Linked DNA regions of Pan troglodytes: region 2 is linked to region 1. A link is a contact called in public Hi-C data. All regions are on one chromosome and are shown on one strand. Each heading gives the region's core, a stretch centred on a gene start, on an enhancer-like site or on the middle of the called end of the contact. The rest is flanking DNA. Distances are from core to core; before and after follow the strand shown. Region 1 overlaps CAPZB (capping actin protein of muscle Z-line subunit beta). Region 2 overlaps CAPZB (capping actin protein of muscle Z-line subunit beta).

Region 1 (4,154 bases), core at 1,155-3,654:
GCTGATGGCCCATGGTTTCTGAGCTTTCTGTATTCCAGATGGAGAGCACGTAGGAGAATCCTGGGAATATCCTCAAGGATCCTACTTTTATCTTGGTTACATACTATCTGTGAGATGCATATTGGTTGTTGAGGAAGCATTTCTTTTTTTTTTTTTTTTTTTTTTTTTTGAGACGGAGTCTCGCTTTGTCTCCCAGGCTGGAGTGCAGTGGAGCGATTTCGGCTCACTGCAAGCTCTGCCTCCTGGGTTCACGCCATTCTCCTGCCTCAGCCTCCCGAGTAGCTGGGACTACAGGCACCCGCCACCACGCCTGGCTAATTTTTTTTGGTATTTTTAGTAGAGATGGGGTTTCACCGTGTTAGCCAGGATGGTCTTGATCTCCTGACCTTGTGATCTGCCCACCTCGGCCTCCCAAAGTGCTGGGATTACAGGTGTGAGCCACAGCGCCCAGCCGAGGAAGCATTTCTTGACGTAACAGACAAGAACTGGTTGCCATGGTTCCAACGAAGGGCCCTCCCATCATGTGACTAATTGTCAGAATGTGGTCATGTAAATACTGTGAGTGTGGGATCCTCAGCCCTGCACCCTTGGGGTCTGTGCTCCGAGTGCTTCAAGAGGCTTGACTACTTACTCCAGTGTCAGTTTGAGGCATTGGGTTAACTGATAAAATTCCCACTTGAATTTCATTACATGTCAGAATCTAAAGGGAAACAAATGGGGAAAGAGTGATTTCCAAGCCTTAGGTGATGGGCCTCGTTTTGGAACAAGTATAATCATCCCCCCTTTTTCCATAGTTTCGATTTCTGCAATTTCAGTCACCCGCCATCAACCCCAGTCCAGTATTTTGAAAAGAATACCACATTCACGTAGCTTTTATTATGGTATGTTGTTAGAATTGTTCGATGTTATCAGTTATTGATAATAACTGTGCCTGGTTTATGAATTAAACATGATAGGTATGCATGTGTAGGAAAAAACAGTATATATAGGGTTTGGTACTATCCAAGGTTTCAGGCATCCACTGGGGGTCTTGGAAGGTATCCCCCGAGGATAAAGGGGGGCCACTGTACAAGCAGCTCACACCTCAGCCTTAGCATTCAGCAGGCCTCAGAGCTAGGAAGGCAGGCCAGGTGGTGGCATTGGTTCTTGGGCACTTCACCTGGTCCTCTGCATGCACCGTTCCGTTTCCTTCCCAGAATCCTTCTAAGCATGGGATCCTATGAATTTAGGCCTTTATGTAAATTCAGAATGATACAGATTTAGACTTTATATAAATTGCTAATAAGTGGCAGAGTCAGGTCTTGAACCCAGCTGCTCTGAATTTAAAAGCCTTTGCCCTCAGCCTCTGCTGTGTCATGGAATTTTACTGCTCACAGGGGTTTGGGGCTTGACCAAGGTCCCACAGTAAACCACTGGAGCACTGGGATCAGGTCCTATGTCTAACACTCTAGAATCTAGATTCTACACTCTTGTGTGAGTCTTTTCTGCCACATAAACTTAGGCCTGTTTCAAAGCTCATCTTTGAATATCCTTCTTCAGTGATGCATGGAAAGACCACATTTTCCAAATAGGACCTTGTGAGAGAGCTTCGTGGCAATTGGCTCGAACAGTCAGAATGCCAATGGCCTGAGTTCAAGAAGAAATCTAAGGAAAGGTCCAGATTCAAGCCCAGGTCCCTTTGATCTGTAGCTCATGTTTATGGGGTACATAGGGACAGGAATCGTCTTAACAAGACACTGGAGAAAGTGGTTGTCCAACGGTAGGTAAAAATGGTGGCACATCTATGCAATGGACTATTTTTTTATTTTTTATTTTCTGGCGACAGCGTCTCATGTTTTTGCTCAGGCTACAGTGCAGTGGTGTGATGACAGCACACTGCAGCCTCCACCTCCCGGGCTCAAGCAATCCTCTCGCCTCAGCCTCCTGAGTAGCTGGGACTGCAGATGTGCTCTACCGCACCCAGCAATTTTTGCATTTTTTGTAGAGACGGGGTTTCACCATGTTGCCCAGTCTGGTCTCAAACTCTTGTGCTCAAGCCACAGTGGAATGGAATGCAGCCATTAACATGTGACATGTGAAGACGGTGTTGTAGTTTGGAAGATGTGCTAGTGTTGAGTGAAGCACAGTAGTCCGTCTGTCCCGGGCTTGTGGTTCTGTGGAATACCCCCCGACCTGGGTGCTTGTGGGCATTACAGAAGTGAACAATTTGCAAGCCCTTTACTGTGCTCTCTGTTGCTTGCAGTGGGCGGGCGGGTGTGTGTGTGTGTGTGTGTGTGTGTGTGTGTGTGTGTATTCTTTTCCTCCTTTTGAGTATCTTTCTTCCTTGAGATAAGTCCCCAGGAGGGCGAGTGTAGAGTGTTTTTTCTCTCTGCACCTTCTTGAACCAGTCACTTTGCTCTGACAAATGCTCTCTCTGTGGCCGCCGCCTCACTGCCTGTCCCCAGAGCCCTCTGAGCTGACTCATCCTCCCTGCCTAGCAGGCTTCACTTCACTTCCTCAATCTCCCTGTTCTGGCCAAGTTGAGAGGACTCCCTTCCTGCAAAAATGTGTTCTAAGGTTAGCTCATGGTTTTTGCCGTATTAATCTCTATGCCAGAACTGTTATTTATTAATTTTTTCTTTAAGTTTCCTCACTTTTTAACTTAAATTATTTAGGAAGGAAACTTTGTCCTTACCATGAATGGAAAACAATATCAATTGCTGTATATAGAAAGTACACACTATATACATATAGTCATCTACTGCTGTAAAAGATGTTCATCTGTAGAGCACCCACAATCCTCTGGCCACCACCAGCTTGTGGCTCCCCCTTCCCTGCCTGTTCCCTCCTGCCTGTGTCTTTCTGTCTTGCCTTGCAGGGCTTGGCTCTATCCCGTCTTCACCGCCAAGCTTCCTTTGACTACTGCTGGCCTTCATACCCATCTCCTTGTCCATTCATTCAAAGAGACATTGATTAATATTGTGTGCCCAGCTTGGGGGTGGGCATGAAAAGGTACTTGCCATCGCTATACGGAGACCATTGGTGGGAGCCAGTCAGACAGACGGACGGACTTGTAGAATGGAAGATAATTGCTGTCGGGGCTGTGTCTGAGCGCAGCCGTGCATTGAAGGAGGCGTCTCGCTGAGAGATTCAAGGCATGGGTCCCAGGGGACCGATTTTGTTGAAGTGGAGGTGAGAGGGCTCATTTGCCAGGAGGAGGAGAGGTGGGCCCAGAGACATGGCAGGCAGAGAGACGGCGTGTGCCGACTCAGTGGCCCAGGAGGGCATGGCGGGTGCTGGGGAAACGACTAATTTAAACTCAGAGGAGCCAGAAGAGTGAGGGGTGGGAGAGCTTTCAAAGCAGCTGGGTGGGAGGCAGGGCCATGCTGAGAAGGAAGTCCTGGGTGGAAGGAGGCTCTGATTTACCCTCTTCTATTTCAGTACACTCTCCTGCCCTGCCCTGCCCTGCCCTGCTCCGCCCCACCCTGCCGCACAGCTGATACCTCAGAGTTTATCATTGACTTCCTTTTCACGACTCCACCCCCAACCCCTGTGTATCATCATTCCCTGAGCGCCTCCTATGTGCCAGGCCTTGGGGACCCCGAGCTAGTGAAAGGCCCACAGGCTAGTGGAGGGGAGTGGATGGCGCTTGGTTGAGTGTGAGCACCAGTGGCAAGGGACCCCTCTCCCCATCAGGAGGGAGCCCTTTGTAACCTGATAGTATCATTAAATAAAAGTTTATTGTGTTTTTTGTTTTGTTATAAAAGCAGTATGTTTATTATGGAAAAGTTTGAAAATATAGAAAAGAGGGAAGAAACAAAAATAATTCATAATCTTAGCTTGCCAGCAGCACTGTTAACCTTTCAATATATTGTTTCAGCGTCTTAGTCTATATGCATAGTTTGGAGTTCCTATTGTCAGTGCCTAGCCCCCTTTTTTAGGAGATGGGGTCTCACTCTGTCACCCAGGCTGGAGTGCAGTGGCTCAATCATAGCTCACAGCAGCCTTGGACTCCTGAGCTCAAGGGATCCTCCTGCCTCAGCCTCTCAAAGTGTTGGGATTACAGGCGTGAGCCACTGCGCCTGGCTGAGGGCTGCATTCTTAGGCCCTGCAGGGGTGGAATGGGCACAGCTCTTGAGAGCTCTGCAGCCCTGCAGTGTTTTCAAGCTCTAGTT
Region 2 (4,578 bases), core at 1,622-4,121, 78 kb after region 1:
AAAATATGGCCCTCAGCGCCAAGTGACTTCTTAAAGAGGAGAGAGGCTGGACCTGGAAGTGTCCTCTTGTGTGTGGCCCTGGCAGGCGGGGGGCCAGTTTCTCACTAGGCTCTGCTGGGCAGTAGGCACTGAGCCCCTGCCCACACGCCAGGAGTCCCCGAGGCCCAGAGTGGAAAGGTCACATGTCGGATCTGCTGTGGGCTGTGGGCTGTGGTGAGGGGCAGGAGAGCCCAGCCCTGCAGCCCTTCCCAGGCGACCCCAGGCACCTTGGGTCTGCCGTGACCAGGCACTTGGGGGAAAAAGCTTTGGTCCTCACAGTCCCATAATTCCCCCAATTCTATTCTTTTTTCCTCCCCTGTCCCCTGAGCCTGACTGGGGATGGGGGCAGCTCGCCTTGTTGACCCGGTGGGGCCTGGTCTTTGGAAGAGCTGGGTCAGTCTCAAATTGAGATTCTCATTCCTCTCCACCTCGTGTTGGCTGGGACAGCCGGGGCCAGCAGCTTCCCCGTGCCTGGGTTTTCTCATCCACAGGTGGGGGGGTGCCCTCAATCCTGCCTCCGAATACGTGCGCCATACCCTAGCTCACGTGGCTATTATCCTAAGGAGATATGTTTTGATGCTTCCTGGGGTGAGCGGGAGCCCCTGAGGTCTCCCTCTGGTTACTCAGGGGTACCACTTGCCTGAGTCTCTGGGAGCACAGCTGCTTCCCATCCAAAACAAGCTTGGCCACCCGGGTGTGACTTTCAGGCCCGGTGCGAAGCTGCCGCCTGTGCAGGTGCCTTCTCATTGCGGAGGTGGCCATGCTCAGAGAGCCATTAGGCAAAATGGGTCGGAAGCTCCAGCCTCGGCTACGTGAAGCTGTGCTTCCGTGGCTCAATGTTCCTAATGACAAACTGGGGTCCCTGTAACGAAGCTGCCCTTGGGGAGTTGGGGAGCAGGCTTGTGTTTTCTCTACACTAAGTAGTGGTGGTGGGGTGGGGATTCCTGCATCTCTCATAGGCTGGTGGAGGCCATGTGTCCACCTGGACAGACCGGTGAAGGGAGCCCCACTGAAGGGATCCTGACCTGGAGGCCATCTCCCTAGGCGAGGGCAGCCAGCTTGCAGGCCCTCACTGGGAGGCCTTTCCCAGCATGTGCTCTTGTACCTTTTTGAATTCTGACCTATGTGAATGTATTACCTATTATACATAAGTAAACACTTTTTTTCTTGAGTCAGGTTCTTACTCTGTCACCCAGGCTGGAGTACTGTGGTACAAACACGGCTCACTGCAGCCTCGACTTCCCGGGTTCAAACAATCCTCCCACCCTAGCCTCCTGAGTAGCTGGGACTACAGGAACACGCCACCATGCCTGGCTATTTTTATTATTATTATTTTAGTAGGGACGGAGTCTTGCTCTGTTGCCCAGGCTAGTCTTGAACTCTTGATCTCAAGCGAGCCACTGCAGCGGGCCTTTTTTTTTTTTTTTTTTTTTTTTTTCATTCTTAAGAAAAGCAGTGTGCCAGGGCCTGCCCTCACACTTGGAGTGACCCAGGAGGTGCTGCGTGCTGCCTCACTGGGTCTCACTCCAGCCGCGCTTTGCTCCTCTCTGTTCTTGCACTTGCCTCAGTGGCCTCTGCAGCAGAGCCTCATGTCAGCTCTTCCCTCTTCTTGGGATGCCCCTGTTATTTTTCCCTGCAGTCTTGGAGGCCCGGCTCCTTGGTCATTATTCACATGTCATCTCTGTGCCACCTCCTAGACTGCTGACTTGCCCCCACAGCAACCCCCTTCTGTCGTCTCCTGCAGGTTCGCTTCCTGCCTCTTTTTTTTTCTTTCTTTTTTTTTTTTTTTTACCTTGAGACAGAGTCTCTCTGTGTCACACAGGCTACAATGCAGTGACACAGACTTGGCTCACTGCAACCTCTGTCTCCCAGATTCAAGTGATTCTCCTGCCTCAGCCTCCTGAGTAGCTGGGATTATAGGCGCGCACCACCACACCTGGCTAATTTTTGTATATTTTTAGTAGAGATGGGGTTTTGCCACATTGGCCAGGCTGGTCTTGAATTCCTGAACTCAAGTGATCCACCGTCCTCAGCCTCCCAAAGTGCTGGTTACAGGCGTGAGCCACCATGCCTGGCCTACCCTTGCCTCTTGGGGATGCCTCTGTGGCTGGACTTTGCTGTCAGAGCAGGGCCGCCCATGTCCATCTCTTCCCGTGCTGAGCCCTTGCACCTGACACGGGCCTGGAGCGGGCATTCGGGGTTTATGGAACAGTGTGAATTTCTCCTTGACATGGATGTTGTAACCCCCAGTTCCAGAGACTTAGGAAGGTTACACTCAGCCAGCAAGTGACTGACCGAGGATTTGAACCTGTTCGGTTTCGAGGTTGCTGTTTTTACAGAATGCCACACTGTATATTTTGTTTCTGACACGAGTGTATGTGCCACGTGAAATGCTCTTTTATCTTTTTAAGAAAGTTTTGGGCTTTCTGGAAAAATAGAAGGAACAAATTGTCACAGAGCCCTCTGCTGGACGTCGGCAGCTACAGCATTCTGGCGTGGCAGTTTCCTCTGAGCGCACCCGAGTACGCAGAATCTGTTTTTGATTCCTATCTCACTGGTGGTGGGCTCTTGGCCAACAGGCAGATCAAAAGATGGAATGTGTTCATTTGGCCATTTTTAAAAAAACCGAGGTACAAGGGTGCACTTCTTAAAGACAAGGGCGCCGTGGGTTAGACTCCGTGGGTCTGAGCTGCTCTGGCTTTTGTGCTTTTTTTAAGGGTTCATCTCAAGTTTCTTTTTCTGGTTGAACAATTTTTTTCAACATTAATAACTAATGGAGAAGAGGAAGAGGCAAAGTAGAACCATATGGCGGCACAAACACGAACCTCACTTGTGGCCGGAAACTTCTGATTTGTATCTCTTCGTGTGATCAGCTGTTGGGTTGGATGATTTAAGAAAAAAAAAAAAGGGTTCAGTTTGGGCAAAAGCAGTTTCTTTTTGAACCTAGCTGTGCTGTATATATCTGCATGTCCTTCCTCAGACATTGGCCCGTAGCTGCATGCCTCTGGTCAAGTTATTTCTCTAAGGCCCTGTTTCCCCTTCTTTAAAACAAGGACTGGAGCGCGTGTCTGTGTGAAGAGCCATTGTCAGGATCATAGGGAAGGGCAGGGAGAGCTGCTAGCATAGTGCCTGCCACGCAGGACAGGGCTATTACGATCACCTGGTCCTTCCACGGATTATTATTCAGGTGTCACCTGAGGCCGTTGCCAATGGCATCCTAGTCTCTCCCTTACCTTCTACCTTCTGGGGGTTTTTCTTCTCCCTGCCCTAGTTCACTTTACCCACTCCCCACCCGTCTTTCCAGTGGCCTCCTGGGTACCACCGAGCCTGGCAAAAGTATCGGTGGTGAAGGACTTGTGGCTCCTGCTCCCTGGGGTGGGCACACTCCTGTGGCAGCAGAGGAACTGGTGGAGCCCTGAACTCCCACCAGAAAGACGGCAGGCACTGTCCTGACCAGTGTAGTGTTTATTATTCCAAGTCACTGGGAATTATGTTTAAATCCCCCCAACAGCCTGGATTGGTGTGACACCTTTGGTGTTATCTGAACGTTCCCTCCAAGGCTGTTAGGCAGTTCAGATGGGTGGTTTAGACAGAAACCATCCGGCTGCCGCGTGTCAGCACCGCTCCTCCTCCTCAGAGGCCCTCCCTGGCTTTGGAGGCGACAGAGCCAGTGCCACACACACCCCAAAGTGAACTCTCGGCTTTGTTTGGACCTGTCGTTTCATTTAAATCACTGTACAAACCCATGGTCTGTGACACTTAATGTGATTTCTTCCACTGCTCTAAGCACTCGACATGAGTAGGGGGCGGGGGCCGGGGTTCAGATGAGTGTAGGGACTGGTTAGATTACAGAGATACACTGCTTTCATTCTGGTTCTGTAATATGACCTCAGACCACAGGATTAATATCCACTTACATGGAATCAGCATGCATTGACTGATCCCTGCTGCAGCGGGCGTGATGCTGCGCTGAGGCTGAAGGGCCTGTCTTGGCCTCTGTAGGTGTGGAGTCAATTCACAATGAAAAATGCTAAGTGGTGAGGAAGGAGTAAGGTGAAAGCCATTGGCAGTATTAGAACAGCCATCCCCAAAGCATTTAGGATTCAGTTGATATTAGTGTTACTGCAGGAATTCTGAAGAATTTGACATCTTGATAAAGAAGTTGGAGTTTGGGCCAGGCCCTGAAGGATCAGCAAGATTTAAGAGAGCAGTGGGGATTGGCTGTCAGATTTAGCAAATAAAAATACATGGCCTGGCCAGGCGCAGTGGCTCACACCTGTAATCCTAGCACTTTGGGTGGCCGAGGTGGGTGGATCATGAGGTCAGGAGATAGAGACCATCCTGGCTAATGTGGTGAAACCCCGTCTTTACTAAAAATACAAAAATTAACTGGGCGTGGTGGCGCACACCTGTAATCCCAGCTACTCGGGAGGCTGAGGCAGGAGAATGGCATGAACCTGGGAGGCGGAGCTTGCAGTGAGCCGAGATCGCGCCACTGCACTCCAGCCTGGGTGACAGAGCTGGACTCCATCTCATTGA

Evidence for each region. Hi-C and Micro-C count contacts between places; a contact is called where the count stands out from the background.
Region 2: a Hi-C map of blood shows a contact between it and region 1, with 4 times the contacts expected there. The contact joins two enhancer-like sites. A contact is called at or near these places in 2 of 7 Hi-C or Micro-C datasets (blood and stem cell-derived neural progenitor cells) and 1 of 1 datasets of contacts at active chromatin or transcription factors (stem cell-derived excitatory neurons).

The regions. Positions count from the first base shown.
Region 1 is chr1:211,727,792-211,731,945 of NHGRI_mPanTro3-v2.0_pri, forward strand. The region is part of intron 1 of CAPZB (capping actin protein of muscle Z-line subunit beta); the gene reads left to right. Among named protein-coding and RNA genes, the nearest start is that of CAPZB, 16 kb to the left of the region's middle. Within about 2 kb of position 2,405, at least 5 of the 24 cell types and tissues checked have an H3K27ac peak or open chromatin away from gene starts, as enhancers often do.
Region 2 is chr1:211,805,805-211,810,382 of NHGRI_mPanTro3-v2.0_pri, forward strand. The region is part of intron 2 of CAPZB (capping actin protein of muscle Z-line subunit beta); the gene reads left to right. Among named protein-coding and RNA genes, the nearest start is that of SLC66A1, 79 kb to the right of the region's middle. Within about 2 kb of position 2,872, at least 1 of the 24 cell types and tissues checked has an H3K27ac peak or open chromatin away from gene starts, as enhancers often do.